5 separate regions of the Mus musculus genome follow, and all the other regions are linked to region 2. Evidence: chromatin contacts called from public ChIA-PET, Hi-C, HiChIP or PLAC-seq and promoter capture Hi-C data. All regions are on one chromosome and are shown on one strand. Each heading gives the region's core, a stretch centred on a gene start, on an enhancer-like site or on the middle of the called end of the contact. The rest is flanking DNA. Distances are from core to core; before and after follow the strand shown.

Evidence for each region. Promoter capture Hi-C pulls out the DNA fragments that hold promoters and counts their contacts. Hi-C and Micro-C count contacts between places; a contact is called where the count stands out from the background. ChIA-PET counts read pairs in DNA pulled down with a chosen protein or histone mark. HiChIP or PLAC-seq counts read pairs in DNA pulled down with a chosen protein or histone mark.
Region 1: a contact with region 2 is called in a Hi-C map of the HPC-7 cell line, with 4 times the contacts expected there. The contact joins two enhancer-like sites. A contact is called at or near these places in 5 of 484 Hi-C or Micro-C datasets (the C10 cell line, the HPC-7 cell line, LSK cells and 2 more), 2 of 115 datasets of contacts at active chromatin or transcription factors (the HPC-7 cell line and memory CD8 T cells) and 2 of 9 other capture datasets (bone marrow-derived macrophages and liver).
Region 3: a contact with region 2 is called in an H3K27ac HiChIP or PLAC-seq map of microglia, with 7 times the contacts expected there. The contact joins two enhancer-like sites. A contact is called at or near these places in 1 of 15 datasets of contacts at CTCF or cohesin (the NIH/3T3 cell line), 4 of 484 Hi-C or Micro-C datasets (the HPC-7 cell line, bone marrow-derived macrophages, granulocyte-monocyte progenitors and 1 more) and 2 of 115 datasets of contacts at active chromatin or transcription factors (memory CD8 T cells and microglia).
Region 4: a promoter capture Hi-C map of liver shows a contact between it and region 2. The contact joins the promoter of Fggy here to the enhancer-like site in region 2. A contact is called at or near these places in 7 of 39 promoter capture datasets (the C10 cell line, the HPC-7 cell line, cranial neural crest and 3 more), 4 of 484 Hi-C or Micro-C datasets (the C10 cell line, Th2 cells, bone marrow-derived macrophages and 1 more) and 2 of 9 other capture datasets (adipose tissue and liver).
Region 5: an RNA polymerase II ChIA-PET map of memory CD8 T cells shows a contact between it and region 2, with 17 read pairs. The contact joins two enhancer-like sites. A contact is called at or near these places in 2 of 484 Hi-C or Micro-C datasets (bone marrow-derived macrophages and cerebral cortex) and 2 of 115 datasets of contacts at active chromatin or transcription factors (memory CD8 T cells and microglia).

Annotation. Positions count from the first base shown.
Region 1 is chr4:95,160,083-95,162,782 of GRCm38.p6, forward strand. Junos (a long non-coding RNA gene) reads left to right here. Exons shown (of 5, transcript XR_867920.3): 4 at 1,109-1,373. Among named protein-coding and RNA genes, the nearest start is that of Gm12708, 32 kb to the right of the region's middle. Within about 2 kb of position 1,384, at least 294 of the 459 cell types and tissues checked have an H3K27ac peak or open chromatin away from gene starts, as enhancers often do. A contact at or near this core is called in the HPC-7 cell line, LSK cells, bone marrow-derived macrophages and 2 more, where this site is marked.
Region 2 is chr4:95,352,784-95,355,483 of GRCm38.p6, forward strand. No RefSeq gene overlaps it. Among named protein-coding and RNA genes, the nearest start is that of Gm12707, 130 kb to the right of the region's middle. Within about 2 kb of position 1,343, at least 109 of the 459 cell types and tissues checked have an H3K27ac peak or open chromatin away from gene starts, as enhancers often do. A contact at or near this core is called in the HPC-7 cell line, LSK cells, Th2 cells and 7 more, where this site is marked.
Region 3 is chr4:95,105,643-95,108,342 of GRCm38.p6, forward strand. The region is part of intron 1 of Junos (a long non-coding RNA gene); the gene reads left to right. Among named protein-coding and RNA genes, the nearest start is that of Junos, 55 kb to the left of the region's middle. Within about 2 kb of position 1,334, at least 285 of the 459 cell types and tissues checked have an H3K27ac peak or open chromatin away from gene starts, as enhancers often do. A contact at or near this core is called in the HPC-7 cell line, bone marrow-derived macrophages, granulocyte-monocyte progenitors and 2 more, where this site is marked.
Region 4 is chr4:95,556,159-95,558,858 of GRCm38.p6, forward strand. It overlaps Fggy (FGGY carbohydrate kinase domain containing), which reads left to right and starts at 1,349. Exons shown (of 16, transcript NM_001113412.1): 1 at 1,349-1,433. Gm40206 (a long non-coding RNA gene) reads right to left here and starts at 1,208. Exons shown (of 2, transcript XR_867942.1): 1 at 661-1,208.
Region 5 is chr4:95,213,966-95,216,665 of GRCm38.p6, forward strand. No RefSeq gene overlaps it. Among named protein-coding and RNA genes, the nearest start is that of Gm32240, 7.4 kb to the left of the region's middle. Within about 2 kb of position 1,361, at least 76 of the 459 cell types and tissues checked have an H3K27ac peak or open chromatin away from gene starts, as enhancers often do. A contact at or near this core is called in bone marrow-derived macrophages, memory CD8 T cells and microglia, where this site is marked.

The sequences.
Region 1 (2,700 bases), core at 134-2,633, 190 kb before region 2:
TTCTGTGGACTAGGTATTATCCATAACACTTCACAGAATAGGAGCATAGGCACACAGAGGTTAAGTACTTGGCCCGTGGTTAGAGGTCTGCTAAGACAGGCCTTGAAGTCAACTCTTGAAACCTGGTTTCAAAGGTCATCCTCTTAGACACTCACTCACTGAGAACTGAGTGGGGGCCATCTGTTAGGAGTTTCTTGTGAGGAGGGACACATAAACAGGAAGCAAGCCATGGGCTCTTCCTGTAGGCTTTCTCCACGCAGCCTTATGCTGCTAATCTCAGGAACTTGGACTTGCTAGATCCATAACAGAATTAATACTCTCTCTATCTCTTTCTCTCTCTCCCCCCTCTCTCTCTAGCTCATGTACAGAGGCAAGATTCTCTCTCTACTTATGAGGCCACAGAAGAGAAAGACACCTTTATTTACTTTTGACTGAAAACATTATCTGTCTACTGTAGACACACCTGTATCTTTGGTTAGTTGGATGTCAGTATCTGAGTTGTTCGATTTCTGTGTCCAACAGTTTGGGTAATGCATGAGGACATAGCCTTTGTTCGTCTCCTTTGCCACCCCCTGAGTGCCCAGCATAGCACTTGGCCACAACTGGTACTTAGACATTTCCAGTGAATATTTACTGAAAATGTGTTGAGTGACTTCTGGGTTTTGATTAATTATTTAGGAAGCAAATTGTGGGTTTATTTGCTTTGCTAGTAAGAGGACGTAGCTGAAGGAACTCTGAAGGTGAAAGAGACCTTTGTCTTAAGTCAGTGGTTTACAAAGTGCTTTTCTAAGTTTGCCTTCTGGATTCTAATTCAGCTACTGTCCCGCTCAAGCTTTCTGAGGTCATCACATCAGTGTTGGGAGACAGCAAGTTTGAGTCCCTATCCATTCTCATCCTTTACACCCTCTCGGATCGCCTGATCTCCTTCAGTCTGTGCCTAAACACTGTGAAGGAAGAAAGTTCATAAACTCATAGGGCACACTGTCCCCCTATCGGATGGGCAAGGACAGTACCACTGTCAACATGTCCTGAGCGCTTCTTGGGTACTAGGTTCGGTCCCTGTCGCCAAACATAATGACCAGACATTATTTTCTTTCTCCTCTCCTAGCTCTAAGACTCACGCCCTACTCTCCTGCCCTCCACTGCTCGCCCCGGGCTCTCCGGCCGCCACCGCCTGCCCCGCCCGCGCTTCGCCACCCCAGCCTCCCGCACCAGACGCCGGCTGCTCCTGCGCTCCCACGCCCGCGCACCTCGCTCTCCCAGCCCCGCGCTCCCACACCCGGCGCGGAGGAGGCGGGCGCCCGGGGCGAGGGCAGGGCGGCCACGTCAGCGGCGCCGGCTCGCTCCGCCCTCCGCGGGCCTCCCCATAGAAGGTAAAGCCTGGGCAGAGCCCGCGGGCGTCCTCAGGCTGGCAGCTCGGGCTGCTGGTTTCAGTTTCTGAAGAGCTAGGCCTTGAGCAAACACTGGCTGGCGGGAGGAGGGTGTTGGACGCCTTCCCAACAGATAATGTGATTCCCTGCCGCTGGGAGCCACCCACGGTGGGAAGGGGCAGCGCAGGGACCTGCGCAGGACAGCCACGGTCCTGGGCGGCTGGGGGAGCCTGAGCTCGGACCCTTCTTCCTCATCTGTAAGGCTGCCCCTCTCTCCGTGGACACTTAAAATGTTTGCTTTCTTTCTGAGAAAGAAACAGAGGGAGATCGCCAAGACCAACATGAACTCCAAACTCAGGGCATTCCTCACTCTACTCTGACCTTTTTGTAGATGCACTTTTTTTTTTCTTCTCAAAGGCCAGACCTATCCCTACCCAGCGGGTGACCTGTGTACATTTCCTAACTTCTCTGTCTCATTATCCTCACCCATAAAATGGGAGTAATGATACTTATCTTTAGATACGCTCCGAGGGTTAGATTAGCTATAGATTATACATATTAAGCACTTAGTGCCTTCAATCAGCAGTAATTAACATTATTATTAATTGTATTGTTATGGCGTATGACTAATCATGAGATAGATTCTTAGTGCTTCTGGGAGCATAAGTAAAAATATGCTCATTTAAAAAATTTTATTGAGGGAGGGAGTTTTATGAGGTGAATATAAAGAGTAGCACTGAGTCAGGATATAGTCGTGCATGTGTCTCATTTCATAAAGAAACTTGGAAAGCCGGCATTATGTCCACTGTACAGGTGAGGACTCTGAAGCTTCCAGAAGTCACTGGCTCATCTCAGACTCTGGGTCAGTATCTAATTTTTCTCTCTTTCTTTGAGACTTGTCCTTATATAGCCTAGAATAGTCTCTAACTCACCAAGTAGCTGGGGATAGCCTTGAACTCCTTAAAAAAAAAAAACAAAAAAACCAAATATTTCGTTTCCTCTTTCTCCCCCTCCTGCTCCTCCCCCACTTCGTGCGTGCGTGCTTGTGTGTGTGTGTGTTTGCCCAAGGAGTTCAAAAGACAGGAACTGGAATTAGAGGCTGTTAGGTGCTGCCCTATGCTGGTTGCTGGGAGGAGAGCATAGGTCCTCTGGGAGATCAGCAAGAGCTCTAATCTGCTGAGTCATCTCCCCAACTCCCAGACTTGAACTCGTGATCTTCCTGCCTCGTTAGCCTAAGTGTCACACACCTAGCTCTCTCTCCTCCAGTGACCACACCCCACCCCAGCAGGGTCACACCTGTTTGCCTCAGCAAAGGTACCTCCTTTCCTTT
Region 2 (2,700 bases), core at 93-2,592:
CCACCCTTGTAGTTTCTCATCTCTTCTGAGAAATCATCAGCAACACCCCTGAGTGACACTAAGAGAGGAGGGACCTAGTGGGACCACGCACGGGGTCCAGGGCTGCGGTGGGAGTTTATCAGGATTAGTGGCCTATTTTCTTTCATAATCTTATTCCAGGACCCATCACCAAAAACTCCTTCAGGCCCTGGTCCTCCCTTATCCCTGCATCCCACCTCTGGATTAAAGGCAGAAAATAGAAAGAGCTACCAGTATGCTTTGGAAAAATTATGATCTTGGGCTTTAGAGATGGCTCAGCAGATAATGGCACTTGCTGTCAAGCCCAGCATGAGTTTGATCCCTGATCCCACATGGTGGAAGGAGAGAACCGACTCCCACAAATTGTGTTTTCTGACCTCTGTACATGCACTGACACACACACACACACACACATACATACACCACGAAATTAAGTAAAATAGAATAAAAATTGTGATTTTTGAAATAATTTTGGAACGAAAACTACAATATAACCTCTCTTTAGGAAAGCCTCTGGGTCTTTTGGACACTGGCTCTTGAGATGTGGACAGTCCTAACCTTGTAGGTTGTGGACTACTTGGTTGAGGGCCTGTTGAACTGTGAGTTTCTGGGTTAGCTTTGAGGGACTGACCGGAAGCCCAGTTTCTGCTATATACATGTAGGTCATAATAATTAACAAATATTCATTAAAGCTCATTGACATTTTTTTTTTATTCCTTTGTAGGTAAAACGAAATGTTGATTCCAGCATTTCGAGCTAAGCCACTAAGTCACTCTCCCTAACTTTGTCACTGGTAAGCTTCCTTCTCTGCCCTACTGTACTGCACAGCAGTGAGAAGAGGAGAGTAGAGGGGTGTGTGTGTGTGGGGGGGGGCAACTTGGGTGAGCACAACAAAATCTCAACTGCAAAGCAAGGTTTTGTTGTTGTTTTGTTTGGGATTTTTGTTGTAAAAAAGGAAAGAAAGTTCTACTCTGAACTGAAATCGTCTGTTTTTCTTTCGAAATGTTCAAAGCAAACTAGATTAAGGTAAAAGCCGGCTGCAGGCCGCTCGGATGGCCAGCAGCTATAACTCAGATTCTCCTAGTTCCATAGCTTACAGTCGCTTGCCCTTCAGCTGCGCACTGGCTCAGCTGGACCCAGACAGTCTGAAGGCTTTCAGGGTCCAGGGTCAGGCTGGAGGGCTACACAACCCCAGCTCCTGTCATTTCCCTGGCCTGCCTCCTTCCTTCCTTCTTTCTTGGCAGAACCCACATCCTGTTGCTCTCAGCAAAGCCGGAGAAAAAGGCCAGCGGTAGGCAAGTTATTGTGCCTCAAATGAAGACAAATGAGTCCCCATTCTGTGGTGCTCCTGGCATCCTGTTGGAGGAAGCAACGCACAATGCTTGGAGGGAGGGGGCTTCGCTCACCCCTCCCCTTTCCGGTGCCTCCCCCAAAGCTTCCACTTCCTGAGGGATCCCTGGCTTTAGGTCTGTGGCTCCCCATGCCCAGGCAGCTTGCTAGCCAGATCTCAGGAAGTGCAGCTCAAAGAGCCCTGGCCCCAGACCCACGACCCTAGAAAAGGATAGAGTCTGGGCTGCTCCCTCTCCTTGCCAAGATGGCCATGCCCAATCCTTCCTTGAAGGGCTCTAAAATGCATCTTCAGTGTGCCAACAACTACATTAATGGCACCAGAACTCACCCATGCATCAAAATTCTCCAGGGTGCTTTGACAAGCTGGTACCCTTAATATACCACACTCTTAGAACAGACATTTCTTTACCAGAAATGTTCTGTGATGATTCCAGGCCTGTGAAATATAAGCTGGCTGTCTCTCTTTCCACATTCAGTGCTTTTCTGTCCCTGCTTAATACACTGGTGGATGAGAGATACATAGCCACATGGATATAAGCAGCACTAATAAGTGACTAGGAGCCAGATCCACCCCCTAAATATGTGTCCTTAGGCAGAATTTAGAGCCGCAAGGTGATTTACTTTATTCATCTGCAAAATGGGAACAGAAATAATAGTTCAGAATTGCGTGTTTGAGCTGATCGATTTGAATGGTATAATTGCTATCCTAGGGCATCGCAACTAGTCTTCCTTCACTGAACAGTTCAGTGAGCAGGTTCCTGTATTTGCTATTTAAATAAAACCAAACCAAACCAAAAACCAACCAAACAACCCCCCCTACACACACACACACACACACACACACACACACACACACACACACACACACACCAAAAACCTACTGGTGAGTTAGGAATTGATGGGGGCAGTGTCTTGCTTTCTCCAAGCTTTTGGGTTATCTGAAGATTCTGTGATAGACTCTTGTCACATGCTGTGGTCTCCCAAGAAACCAGACTCAAATGTTAAGCATGCAGGATGTTTGAGAGAGGAAAGGGAGAAGATGGAGGCAGGCCTGTGAGTGAGGAGGCAGCCCACAGTGAGATCTTCAAGTGATGTTGTTTATCCCACTTAGAACTCTGTGACCTCAGAGATCACAAAACAGTAGCTGAGGCAGTCACTGGTCACCGAGCACTCCAGAAAGGGGTTTGACCTTGGGTTCCATGAAGACTAGTCACTGACACCTGGAGTAGGCAAAAAGGCATTGAAAGGGAACTGAGGAATGCTGACAGAAACAACCAAAGTACTGGGAAGAGGCAGAGATTCACCAGAGGCCTGACACCGGGGTTACAGGTC
Region 3 (2,700 bases), core at 84-2,583, 250 kb before region 2:
TGGCCCAGACTTCTAGTTGCAGCATTTGGATGGATGGTAGAGTTACTCCCTGCCTTTGGCTTCTGCCGGGATCAGGAAGAGGGCTTTGTTCGTTCTCTCTCTCTCTCTCTCTCTCTCTCTCTCTCTCTCTCTCTCTCTCTCTCCCCCTCTCTCTCTCTCTCCCTCTGTCTCTCTCTGACTCTGTCTCTGTCTCTGTCTCTGTCTCTGTCTCTCTCTCTCTCTCTCTCTCTCTCTCCTTCTCTCCTTCTCTCCCTCTCTCCCTCTCTCTCCCTCTCTCTCTCCTGTCTCCTTTAGTGGCTGAGTGGCTGATGGATGCAACCAGAGCTGAAAATTTCCTCCGTGTCTCAGAGAACCTGGGTCCAGTGAGAATCAGGGCATTGAAAGGGGGAACTGAATGGCCAGGTCTGGTTTCTTTCTGCCGGAGGAAGAATTAGTCATCGGGCCACGGCTAGCTGCTGGCAACTGTCGATGTCACAGGGAGAGGAAATGCACTTGGGATGAGTGAGTGCAGTGTGGTCTCCACAAAAATCCTCTTTTTTAACCGAACAGAGGAAGCAGCCTACTGATTTCCCCTTTTCATGAATCGGCAGTTCCTGTCTGCTCAGAGGGCAGCAGTTGGGCGGCTCTGGACCAGATGTGGAGTGCAGAGTAGACTAAGGTGCTCTAGCACAGCGTTTCTTTTCCCTCACAATAGCCTTATTGTCACTGTGAGAATTCTTTCAAACTCTGTGCTGAATGCTCAATCCAAGGTTACAAGCGGTCTGCCTAAGGCCAAGGCCACAGCAGGGAAACCTCGCTCCTGGGCCCCTTGCTTCAATTTCCCCACTTCTTGTCTGTTCATTTCATCGGCACCCCTACACCTCCTTCCAGGATGTCAGAGGTTTCTCTGCGCATGAGCAGTAACTCCTCAGTGTGTGATCCTGTATACAGTACTCGTACGTATACAGTGCCGCAAGTGCACCCTGAACTGAATGTTATTCATGCCTTTTGGGATTGTTTGCATTTTCGAAAATGTCTCTGGGAAAATTGGAGAGTCCACATCAAGGACTGAACATCGATCCCAGCATCCTCCTAGTTCCCCGATGATAGGCTGTTTCTCCCCCTCCCCTCCCTTCCTCTATTCCTCATTTCTTTTAAATTTTGGCAAGGTTGCTCCTAAGTACTTTACAGTTCTTCATTGATTTCATTGTGATTTCCACTGTGTGACACAGGTACTGTCAGTATCCACACCATCCCACCTTCTAATAAACACCGGGCACAGAGTTGTCTGCCTAGGGACACACAGGATGGTGTCAGAAGAGTAAGAATGGCTATGTGAGCTGCAGGGCAATTCCAGGAAGTTAAAGGAGCTGCACTGAGCAGTCGAAAGGTGCTTTCGCATGTTTTGCTCCATTGGGCACTCAGATTCTCTGTGCGACACGGACCGTTTCACCTGTTGAAAGAGAATACAGAGTTTAGGGTTCCACACTAGGAAAGTGAGCAGAGCTTGAGAGCCAAGTTCACTGTGCCTCGCAAATTTCTAATGACTGAGGTGAGCACTGAGGAATTGGGGCTGACTGGCGCAAGGAAGAAGCTTTGAGGAGGAAACACTTTTTAAAGTATATTCTTTGACAGTTGAACAGTCTCGAACAGTCTCTCCCTGTCCCTCTCCCTGTCCCTCTCCCTCTCCCTGTCCCTGTCCCTGTCCCTGTCCCTCTCCCTGTCCCTCTCCCTCTCTCTCCTCCCCTCCTCTCCCCCTTCTCCCCCCTCTCTGCCTCCCCCTCTCTCCTCTTCCTTTTCCTCTCTTCTCCTCCCCCTCCCTTTCCCTCCCCCCTCCCAGCATGTGAGAGGATGTATGTCTGTGTGTTAGTCATAAAATTAGTTCTCAGAAACTTGAGGTTTTAATAAAACATGAAAAACATTTTTACTAGCACCCTCCCTTCCCTCTGGGATCTTAGGTGCTACACAGTATACGGAAATGTAATCCATATGTTTGATTATTCATCCTTCCATCATCAAAAATATTGTTGATTCTTTGAGAAACATTTGATTTTCTGGATGTCATTCTCTTTTAGAGTTTAGAGGAAGAGTCTTTTTTTCCCCTCTCAGCTACTAGTTTATTTTCGTTGACTGTCACTTTGTAACATTTGACTGGGGTGAACAAGTGGTCGCTAGACAACCCCACAGTTTCCTGTGGACTTTTAACCCAATGATAAAAGCAGACATGCATGTTTTTTAGTCTCAGTGCTTTCAAATGTGGCAAGGAGGGAAAGTAATATTTGTAGAATGCCTGCTTTGCAAAGGAATCACCTTTGTCCTCCATGAAGAGGCAGATAGAGAGCATGGTATGGGGGGTAACATCTAATTGGTATTCTTGTGAAGTCGAAGTCACCACTCCTCTTTTAAGGGCATCATAGATGCTGCAAGAGTCAAGTTTCCCACATACAAGACTAGGATTGTCTTTCCTCTAAGCTCAACCATTTTCACTGCCAGCTAAGTACATGCACAGCTCCAGGAAGAACTGAACAGTGCCCCCACCCTGCCCATCTTAGCTTCCCGAAGCTGAGGAAAAACTTCAAGAGAAGAGAGGGTTAAGTAGGTAGGGTTGTTTCTCAGATGGTGTTGTGTGCATTGCATTATGTGTTATTATTGGAAGTTTTAACAGTAGCACAGTAGTAGCAATAATAATAATAATAATAATAATAATAATAATAAATAAGG
Region 4 (2,700 bases), core at 99-2,598, 200 kb after region 2:
TCATATGCTATTTAAGAGGACTCAAATAAAAACTCAAATACAGCAAAGACGAGAAACAGCTATCCACAAAGGCCAACACACTAGTTTATGTTTAGCAACGAGGAGACCTTTCAGGTTCCCACCCAAGCCATAGACTGTGAGGCAACAGGCGCGTTGCATTTCTGGGATACATTAAGGAAGAGCTGAGCCAATGTAGCATGTGTATTAAGCATCCAAACTTTTGCAAAACATATACATGTCTGGTACTTAATTTGTTCTTCATAGTGCTCCGGAAAGAAAGACAACCAGGTCTTAATATTATAATTCCCGTTGTATGCTTGGTCCACATGACTAAGTAACAGATCTGAGACTGTGCAGACAATTTTTTGAATAGCTGGAAATGCAATCATAGTGTAGATCTTAACAGTTAGGTTCTTAACTGTCCGGATGCTGAGACCCTTTATAATAGTTCCTCAGGTTGTTGTGACCCAACCATAAAATTATATTTTTTGTTACTTCACATATCTACTTTTGCTATTGTTATGAATCATAATGTAAATATCTGATATAGGTCACCAAAGAAGGTTGAACACTGCTTGTGTAGAGGAAAATAAATCCAAACCAAGACCTCCAGGAGAGTGCAGGACTAATCCTGTGGCCTCAGCCTCACCGAGTTCTTACCTGGATGACGGAGAGAGATCGATCACTCGTTTACTCTCAGGTCATGTGGATACTAGTCTTAACATAATAAACACACTAGGTCTGACTAAGGAAGTCTCTGTTATCGAGAAGGGTTGGTTTTCGCAACCTTGGAATAGTCCCCAGGAAAAGAAAAAAGAAAAAAAAGAAAAAAAAAAAGCCAAACCGGTTTTGGACTCTCAGTATCTAGCGATGAGGGTACCGAGAGTCCATGTAGCTTACTGGTATGTCAACTTCTCAAAGGCAGGGGTCATCTATCTTTTAGATTTACGGTGTCGTCTCTACCTCAAAGCCTCGACCACAGCATAAAGTGTGAGAGTTCCTGAAAAGCACCAGGTATAAAGGGTTCAAGGAATTGAAGCCCATAGCAATCCTGGTGCTCAGCCGAGGGCGATTTAACAGGAAATATCCACCACATACTGTAGGTTGGCTAGGTTAGCTGGCGCTCAGAGGGGATTGCTTAGATTGAGCCGTCTCTGTTGCCTGGGCATCTTTAAAATCCAGGCAGCGAAAGGATTTTGAAATGCAAACCCAAGACTTACAGTACAGTGGGGAGGAGCAGGGCTCACAAGTACTGGCCATTCACGGTGCCCGTTTCAAAGGACCAATCAGGTTGCTCCTTACAAGGGTTGCTGGAGGGGCTGGACTGAAGCGGGCGGAGTCACAGCTTGTTTGGACCGCCCTGCTGGGTGCGGTGCGGCTGTGCATGGTGGCCTGCTGGCCTGCTAGCTAGAATGTGATTTCATATTGGACAAGTAAGTGACCCTCCCAGGGGTTCTTGCAGGCACGCAGGCTCTTAGCCAGCTCCCCCCAAAAGCTTCTCTAGCCTGCTAAATGTTTCCCTCCTTCACCTTTGGGTCTCACAGCCAGGCCACTGGTTGGCCTTTCAGTTTCTTGTGTATTCTGGGTGAGGTGTCTTGCCCAAGGGAGAGGCCTTTACTGCATCCCAATGACTGCCCTACAGATGTCTGGGGCCTAAGGCCCTATCTCTCTGAGTAGTGTACAGTTAATTAAATAAAGTGTTTTTTCTTTCTCCCAGAAAAGAGAATTTTGCAATGCACCCCCGCCCCGCACCCCAATTTGGGGACAATTCTCTAAACATTTTAAGTCGTTGATTTCAAGTTTGGCAATGTAAAAGCGTTTCAAGGCTGGTGCTGTTTAAGGCTATAGAAGCTGAGCATCTGGAGATAGTGTTTGGTGCGTACTTCAGTTTAAATGGGATAATGCCATCTGTCTTGTTACAGGGCTGCAGGCCAGGAAGGGTATAGGGGGATCTTTCCATGTTTATGAACTTCATGACCATTTCAGGATGGAGACACACACTGTGGGGGAACTCCTCTGTCACTGGTCCATTCACTGGAGCACTGCTTACATTTTAGCTCGAATTTCTTCTCCTAGTTAAAGGGCAAACTGTGGCCAAGTTTGACTCTTTTTTGATCAAGTGTGTGTGTGTCAATTCAAAAGGTCCCATTGGATTGTGCTTTTAGGGAGCAAATCCATAAGGAAGAATTAAAGTCTGAGTTTGTGGCTGGATTTGTAGATTTGTCTTTTGTTTCATTTTCTTGTCCTTTTTAAAGGGTTTCCCGTCTTTACTGTGAGCTATGTGAGTCCTGATGTTTCTCTTTTCTGTTGCTAGCTGGGGGTGCTGCTAGTCTGTCTTCTGGAGTCTCCTTCTAATGCAGCTGTCATGCTTGGTCTTGACTTAAAGGCTTCTGCCCTGGCTGTATGAATAAGAGCCCCAGAGGACTGCTCCTGACTGATGGGGTCTGGGGTGGAAAATAGGGGATGAGGAGGGCCTATGGATGATTTTTTTTGAGGGGGGGGGGTGGCTTAGGATTAGGAAGTCAAAGTTTGCAAGTAAGGAGGAGGGAATAACCCAGTTGGTGGAGCACTGTGTTTCTGGGAAGGGTGCCAGGTTCTTATCCAGGCTCTCATGAATTTTGCTGGGCTTTGTCTTCTGGAATTTAGTTCTTTTTCTATAACCTTTATCTAAAAACTACAGCCAATTATTAGCCTTTTTAA
Region 5 (2,700 bases), core at 111-2,610, 140 kb before region 2:
TCCTAGGAAGATCCTTTCTATCCTCATCACCCTGGTAGGAAAGTAACCAAGACTCTATCAGAGCCCATGAAGCACCTGAGACATGATTTGACACCCGGGCAGAGCACGTATCATCTCCCAACAGGTTAGAAGCCAATTCAAGGTCTGTCATAAATCCCCTGACTGGTAATCACCTCAGGAGAAGAGACTAAAAAGAACTGGTAGAATGTTCTGGGTGGATAGAACAGTGCTTGTTTCCTGGCTGCCAGCCTGGGTCACCTGCCCAGTCATTGGAACTAGTGTCTAAGGGCACATTTTTCCAAGCATCTATGTGCTTAAGGTGAAATCACTTTTAATGAGCACTGCCCCATAGACTCACATATTTAATGTTTGGTTTCCAGTTGGTTTAGGAAAGATTAGGAGGTGTGGCCTTCTAGCAGCACCCCCCCCCCAAGTACTTATAGGTCAGATGTAAGCAGTCAGCTACTGCTCCAGTGGCATACCTTCCTGTCTGTTACTATGCTTCCTGCCATGATGATCATGGACTAACCCTCTAAAATTGTAAGCAAAACCCCCATTAAATGCTTTCCTTTATAACATGCCTTAGTCAGGGTGTTATCTCACAGCAATATAACACTAACTAATACAGAAGTGGCTTGATGCTGTGGCAGACCTGATAGTGCACTTTGTTGGAGAAATTTGGCAGATTTTGGGACTTTGGACTAGGGAGGCAATTGAGCACTTTAAATGTATCTTAATGGGTGATCCAGGGGATCATGGAAGATAGTAGTGCTGAGAGCAATGTGGAATGTGGAGGCCCAGTCAAGATCTTTCAGTGGGGCTTTGAGATTTCAAAAGCCCACACCAGACCCAGTATTGATCTCTTTCTGTCTGCAATCTGTGGATCCAATCGGAGCTCTCAGTTACTGCTCTAGCACCATGGCAGCCTGTTTGGTACCACACTCCCTACCATGATGATCCACACTGGAAAGGAATAATTAGTTGTTCTTATTGTTGAAGAAGTGTGTGAGGAATGTCTGTACATATCCTTTAACTCCCACAATACCCATCACACTATGCATTTACAGATGAGGAAGCCAAGGCACAGAGAAATTAGATGATGTCTCCATAGCCCTATAGCTAGTAGGTACAACAGCTCAATTCATACTTAAGAACTATAGCTTAAATATGATAGTTAGTCACCCAGGAGAAAGAAACTCTAGCAGAATGGTCTGTGAGCATTTTCTGAAGTGGAAATTTCCGGTTTCTTTAACAACTCAGCGTGTCACGTGATTTGGGGGGGGGCAGGGTGGAGAGCTGTCCTGTAAGAGGGCATGTGATGTTTTGCTGAAATCAGACACGTGAGAGGGTACGTGAGATTTAGAAAGACTATAAATGGAACCCCACAAACTGTGAGAGGACACTCTTGCATTGTTATATTGTGCAATGCTTCCTGGTCTTCGCTGGTTTTCACTGGTCTTTGTTAGTATTCACTTTGTAGAGAGGAACACACCAAAGAACTTCTCCAAACATCTCTGTGTCGTGTCTCAGGTGAAGCCACTGTGCTGATTTGAATGGGAGTTTCCCCATAGGTTTCTCTCTCTCTCTCTCTCTCTCTCTCTCTCTCTCTCTCTCTCTCTCTCTCTCTCTCCCCTCCTTTCCCCTCCCCCTGTCCTTGTCCCTCTCCCTCTACCTCTCTGCCTCCTCTCTGCTGAGTGCTTATGGGTATTCTGGCTGTTTTTTCTAACTCCTGCCAATTTAGTGGAGCCTTGCTGTTTCTACTGGATCATACAGCAGCTACTGATTTGTATTTGGTGTTTGCTATTGAACTAGATTGCTGATGTTCTGACAATGAAGAGAGTAATTACCTCACGGAACTACTTCTAAGCAGGCCCATACCACGCTTTTCCTATTAACCTTCTTTTCCTCCTACTTCTGGTTGGTGGGTTAGAAGGGAGGTTGAAGCATTTAAGAACCTTAAATAAAGTAAGTTTTGAAAAAAATATCTAAGTGTCCATCATGGAAATTAGGCATAAGTTCATACTTCATTTCTAATGTAGTAGAGGAATCAGCAGTTTGATGGTTTAGCAATGTTATTTAAGGAGGTAGGCAAAACATCAGCTATTGCTGCTGGGTGATTTCCTGCCTTGATTCCAGATGGGGCTTTCTGGTTTTGCTTCGTAGTTTTCATGTATATCATTTTGAAAAAGATTGGGAGGAAAGCTGAGAACTCAGAAGGGTTACTCAATTCTCTTGTGTTAGAAAGGTTTGCAAAGTTGGCAATGCACTTAGAGAGTTTGTGGCTAGAGGTTGAAGTGCTGAGAAAGCAGGAAGAGCCAGTGAGAGGAGAACAACAGGGTTCAGGCTTGGTGTCTGAGACTGAGACTCCAGCGTAAGAGAAAACAGGCATGCAAACTAGGCTGGAAGGCAAACTCTTGTCCCACTCTGCTCCACACAATTCCACTGCCAGGCACCCCAAGCACCCTTGTGAGGCAAGGGGCTTGGAAGAACAGGAGATAGTGCAGGGACAATAGGTGTTCAGCTAAGTGTACTGCCAGAGGATTTGCCTGGGGCTACACAGGCAACTGCAGCCTTCAGCTTCGTAAAGCATATGCCTGCTAGTGATGGTAATGCTTATAATGAGTTGACATTGTGTCCAATAGAAATGCTAGATCTAAAGCATTTTAAAATAGCTGTTGTATTGTATGGCTTGCATTCTCC